Regions from separate parts of the Sus scrofa genome. Here region 1 is linked to region 2. Evidence: chromatin contacts called from public HiChIP or PLAC-seq data. All regions are on one chromosome and are shown on one strand. Each heading gives the region's core, a stretch centred on a gene start, on an enhancer-like site or on the middle of the called end of the contact. The rest is flanking DNA. Distances are from core to core; before and after follow the strand shown. Region 1 overlaps MAPRE2 (microtubule-associated protein RP/EB family member 2). Region 2 overlaps DTNA (dystrobrevin alpha).

Region 1 (2,700 bases), core at 107-2,606, 97 kb after region 2:
TTCCAGGCTGGGGATCATATTGGAGCTGCATTTGCTGGCCTACAGCACAGCCACAGCAGCTTGGGACCCCAGCCACATCTGTGACCTATACCAGAGCTCACAGCAACGCCAGATCCCTAACCCACTGAGTGAGGCTAGGGATTGAACCCACGTCCTCATGGATACTAGTCAGGTTCATAACCACTGAGCCACAATGGGAACTCCCCCTTCTTATGCTTTTAATGTTGCTTCTTTGGGTGGTCAAAGGAATAACCAACTACAGGCAGGACGCAGGTAAAGCAAGGTTCTAGTTTCCTCTATGACCTGAGCAACAAATTTGAACCCTGGACTCTAAGACAATCTGATACTGTTCTCTGTGTTGCTTTCCTGCTTCATGAACATGCTGCTACATTTTATTATCAATTACACTTGTGAGCAGAGGAGCTGCTCTATTAAACGACTCTCTTTTCAAGGGTATTAGATTTTCAATGAACAAAAGAAGTGAAAAATTATCAAAAATATTTCGCAGGAATACAATGCATGTAGCATTTCTCAAAGGTAGTTTGTCTCGTGTCACTTTTTAAATTTATTTTTTACATTAGCACTATGAATGTTCTAGAATAGAAAGGGCAGTCTAACTACTTCTACAGCTAGGAGCAGATGGATGAAGGAGGAGCCTAGAAGAGGGAGTTAGGCTCATTTTGTAAGAAAAGGACTGAATTTTAATTTAATTATAGTTATCACTTTAGATAGTCTCTCGGGATGATCTTTTATTTTTATAGAAACCCAAATCACACGACCAAAAGACGTTTATAACATCATTACCATTCTTCATAGATCCCACCAAAATCCCTTTATCAGCCAGCTGTCATTTTCCAAAAGCCCTCTAATATACAAGATGGGTCATGTGCAGCCTGCCTTTTCTAAGGAGAGGAATGCCTGGTACCATATTCCCTACCCAAGATTCAGTGTCGTTTGACCTTTGCTTGCCGGATAACCTCCCTGGTTTGGTTTCCCTGCTGTGTGCTCAGCTGTTTGCTTCCCGGCAGTCATGCCTCTGGTCCCCTGGGGGAGTTGAACTGGGCAGGCTCTTGGCCTTTCTCTGGAGCCCCTTGGAAGAGCCCTGAGCTCAACCAGAGACCACTAATTGGGGCATCTCGTGATGGAGGCAGGGCCTCTCTGGAAGGCTGGTATCGGTCTAAGGATTCATCTTCTGTGACCTTCTGCTCAGGCATCAAGTTGCTTTATTCCTAGAAAGTCATGGACCTCCCACACAAAAAGATGTGGTCTACAACTGCCGTGATTCAGTCTCTCCGAGCAGCTACGGGGAGTTTGGAATTCAAGACACTGCTTATTATGAAGATCCAAAGATAGCAGAGTCAACTCCTGGGAGGGAAACTGGGATTCAGGTCCCAGTGGTGTCCTCTTCCCAGAAAAGCTGGGAACAGCTGGGGAGGCAGTGATTCCTGCCTCTTTGCCAGTAGAATGCTTTAACCTTTGGTTGATCAGAAGTCTCATTGGCCAGATACGTAGCAGTCAAAGAAGAGAGAACTCTTCCCTTCCAGGGTGAGGCATGACTGGCAATATTTTCACAACCCTTTTTTTCATTCTAATGTATCTTGTATGCTGGTGGTTTTTTGGCCAGACAAGGAGACAGTCTTTCAGGGGGCTTTTTTTTTTTTTTTTTTTTTTTTTGTCTTTTGTCTTTTCAGGGCTGTACCCATGGCATATGGAGGTTCCTAGGCTAGGGATCTAATCAGAGCTACAGCTGCCAGCCTACGCCATAGCCACAGCAACATGGGATCCGAGCCTTGTCTGTGACCTACACCACAGCTCACGGCAACACCAGATCCTTTACCCCATGAGCAGGGCCAGGGATCAAACCTGTGTTCTCATTGATACTAGTGGGGTTCATTACCCCTGAGCCAGGACAGAACTGCAAGAGTTTGATTCTTATGTTAACAATGATATTTGGTCTTTTCAAGTGAAACATATCCAACAGACAAGCCAGGAGAGGGCAGCTGGCTTTCGGTGCTCATATTTGAGGGACTGCTTAGGGCTCAAAAAGAAGAGTACAAGTCAACAGCATCTCTCCTAAGGCGGGGCAGGGGGGGGGAGGAAGTCTGCCAGCTCCTCTTTGTGGGGTGATTATGATTAGGCCCTAAATAGTCTGTGTCCCAGGTTAGAATACAGAATACCTGCCTTGTCATCAATGAACCACATAGGATGACATTCTATTCCTGTGCAAATAAGACATGGGAATTTTGGAAATTTGTGGAAAACATGAACTCAAAAGTATAAGAGAGTGTTTTCAAAATGCAGTGTGTATCAAACTGCTGCTGAGAAGTCACTTCCAGCTTGGGGTGTGTGTATTTGTATCTGTATTTTGAATTTTAAGGCCAGGAAGGTAAATGGAGGAGAGGGAGGGAATAACGGCAGAGAAAATTCCAAGACAGGCAAGATTGGACAGAAAATGCTGGCAGTGAGTTCTGAATGCTAAAATCGTGGGTGAGAGATTATTTTTCTTGGATCTGCCTAAGATGGAGCAAATTCCTGACCCCATCTGGCCCACTGCCTTGGGGCTTTTGTTCTTCTCTGAAAAGGTTAAAAAGGGGGGGGGGATATCTTGCTCAATTCCCGTTGCTTTCTAATCTGATTTTTTTTTAAATTAAACTTTTTATTTTGAGACGATTTACATTAAAATGTAATTGTAAGAAATAC
Region 2 (2,938 bases), core at 47-2,546:
CTCCGATTGGACCCCTGGCCTGGGAACCTCCCTATGCTGCAGGTGCAGCCCTGAAAGGACAAAAGACAAAAAATAAATAAATAAATAAAATAAAGGACCTGGTGATCTGAAGAGGTCTCTGTTCAGAGTGGGAATAAACATCATGATATACATACTTGTGGTTGAAATAAGCAAATGCATAAAATCTCCTTATAAAGCAATCCAATTTACTTGATTTGTTGCATATGTATAAACCTGACCTTCAAAAACATTTTGCAGAGATTTTCACCCAATTAGGCTTCTGTAGCTTGACAGGAGCCAACAGAATCAGTGACATCCCCTCTAGACTTTCTGTGACCTTGGATCAGCTTAAACTAGTTGGGCAGAGGAAACCAAAGCTAGGAGAGACCTGCAGAACTCAGCTTGGGAAGGAAAAGAATAAAATGAAGGAAGGGAAGTATGTGGAGTTCTGAGACATGTGGGCAGGGGCTTACCAAGAGGCTGGAAAAGGGGAATTGATAAACAGTTTAAAACACTGCAAGAGTTCCAGTTGTGGCTCAGTGGAAATGAATCTGACTAGCAACCTGAGAACACGGGTTTGATCCCTGGCCCCACTCAGTGGGTTAAGGACTGCAGTTGCTGTGAGCTGTAGTGTAGGTTGTAGACTCCAGCATTGCTGTGAGCTATAGTGTAGGCCAGCAGCTGCAGCTCTGATTCAACCCCTAGCCTGGGAACTTCCCTATGCCAAGGGTGCAGCCCTGAAAAGCAAAAAAAAAATTTTTAAATTTTTAAAAATAAAACACTACAGAGGAGTGAGACTGCTTCATGTTATAAGTGCACATGACTAGTCTATGAAACTAAACTGGCTGTTTGAAAGACCCAAGGAAGAAACTAACCAGAGGCCTTTCTGGTGTTCTGGCTCTCCATCCAAGTAGGGAGTAAAAGACCAGTAATAATGGGGAATTATAAATAGATAGGATTTGAAAGCAAGCTGTGAAAAGGCAAAGCCTAAGATCAAAAGAAAAGTTATAATTTTAAATGGCAGGAGGGAAGCTGCTGCTTTTAATTTTAGTTTCCTTTCTTATCCTTTTCTCTATAATTCAGAATTATTTGATTTGTTGGTTGTTCAAAATAGTGAATTAGTTGTCATCAACTTAAGTCTGGTACATATCTATTTGATTTTTTGTAATTAAGCATTTACATGGCAGTGACCTAAAATTTTTTTCTTTCAATCCTAAAATCCAAGACTGTAACTAAAGCCACTCCCCTCTGCTGTCCCTGGCATGTTATTGACAGTATCAGCTACCACTGTGGCTGCAGTGGAGGGGGTGGGGGCAGAGGCAGGATGGGAAGAGAAAGTTCACTAAGGCCTCACAGACCTATTTAGGCTGGCCCCAAACCTCTAAAAATAACAAGAACATGTCATCCAGACATAAATAAACATGAACAATGGCATTTAGTTCCAACCCAGAAACTTCTACTTGACCACTCTTTTTATTTTAGGGGATGTTTTAATATCTGTACTATCTAAACGTGTCCTGTGTTTTACCCTGAGAATATTTCAGTCCTATGACTTAGGTAGTGATCTTTTGTCAGGCCCAGGAAGAGCTTTAGACATGCTGGGATGAAAAGATGGGGAGAGAGGGGTCACACATTAATGGATGGGATCATTCTTATCTATTTATTTCACCATAGAATTGGACAGTGGAAATGGAGTCCCTAAATTCAGAGCCAGTGAATTTTTTTTTTTTTTTTTTTTTTGTCTTTTTAGGTCTGCACCACCTGTGGCATATGGAGGTTCCCAGGCTAGGGGTCGAATTGGAGCTGTAGCCACTGGCCTACACCGCAGCCACAGCAATGTGGGATCCAAGCCATGTCTGTAACCTACACCACAGCTCACGGCCTTAACCCACTGATCAAGGCCAGGGGTCGAACCTTCGTCCTCATAGATGTTAGTCAGATTTCTTTCCGCTGAGCCACAATAGGAACTCCCAGAGCTAGTATAAATTTTTAAGATCAAGAGCTATGGGTTAGAGTATTAATCTTCCTGACATCAATCAGCTGATATTCTGAGACTTAATTCTACCATAAAAATAAAGCACAAGGGTCCGTGTGTCTATATACATACATAACACAAAGAGGGTTAGATTATGAACAAATATCCTTAATCATTATTTCACTAGAGGGCTCACTTTCCTTAGAGAAAAGGTTCTTGATTCTATTTTTCGTTTAAAGCCCCCAAATTGGGAAAATTAACCATTGCATTTAGAATGGATAAGCAATGAGGTCCTACTATACAGCTCAGTGAAGTATATCCAATCTCTTGGGATAGAACATGATGGAAGATAGTATGAGAAAAAGAATGTATAAATATATGTATCTGACTGGGCCACTATACTGTATAGCAGAAATTAGCACAACACTATAAATCAACTATAATTTAAAAATAAAATATGTACTTTTTTTAAAAAAAGATAAATCTGCTTTTTTTTTTTTTTTTTTTTGTCTGTTTTTAGGGCTGCACCCATGGCATATGGATATTCCCAGGCTAGGGGTTAAATTGGAGCTGTAGCCGCAGGCCTATTCCACAGCCACAGCAACACCAGATCTGAGCCATGTCTGTGACTTCCACCACAGCTCACGGCAATAACGGATCCTTAACCCACTGAACAAGGCCAGGGATCGAACCAGTGTCCTCATGGGTACTAGTCAGATTCATTTCTGCTGAGCCACGATGGGAACTCCAAGCCTGCCCTTTTTAAGACTGACAAACATTTAAAAGACAACTCCTTCCTGCAAAACCCTAGAAAAATATAGACAACATTGATCCCCAGACTGCCATAGGAAATTGCCCAGGAGAAAACCTTGATCATCTATTTCTCCAGCTTCCAAAGCTTTTCTAATGTTTTCCATTAGGTCAAAGAAGATACTGGATTAACGTGAACTGAAGCAAAGGAGT

What was found. HiChIP or PLAC-seq counts read pairs in DNA pulled down with a chosen protein or histone mark.
Region 1: an H3K27ac HiChIP or PLAC-seq map of skeletal muscle shows a contact between it and region 2, with 2.2 times the contacts expected there. The contact joins two enhancer-like sites. A contact is called at or near these places in 4 of 47 Hi-C or Micro-C datasets (epiblast stem cells, heart right ventricle and skeletal muscle) and 1 of 2 datasets of contacts at active chromatin or transcription factors (skeletal muscle).

The regions. Positions count from the first base shown.
Region 1 is chr6:118,837,200-118,839,899 of Sscrofa11.1, forward strand. All of the region lies in intron 1 of MAPRE2 (microtubule-associated protein RP/EB family member 2), which reads left to right. Among named protein-coding and RNA genes, the nearest start is that of MAPRE2, 22 kb to the left of the region's middle. Within about 2 kb of position 1,357, at least 7 of the 83 cell types and tissues checked have an H3K27ac peak or open chromatin away from gene starts, as enhancers often do. A contact at or near this core is called in skeletal muscle, where this site is marked.
Region 2 is chr6:118,740,120-118,743,057 of Sscrofa11.1, forward strand. All of the region lies in intron 18 of DTNA (dystrobrevin alpha), which reads left to right. Among named protein-coding and RNA genes, the nearest start is that of MAPRE2, 75 kb to the right of the region's middle. Within about 2 kb of position 1,297, at least 4 of the 83 cell types and tissues checked have an H3K27ac peak or open chromatin away from gene starts, as enhancers often do. A contact at or near this core is called in skeletal muscle, where this site is marked.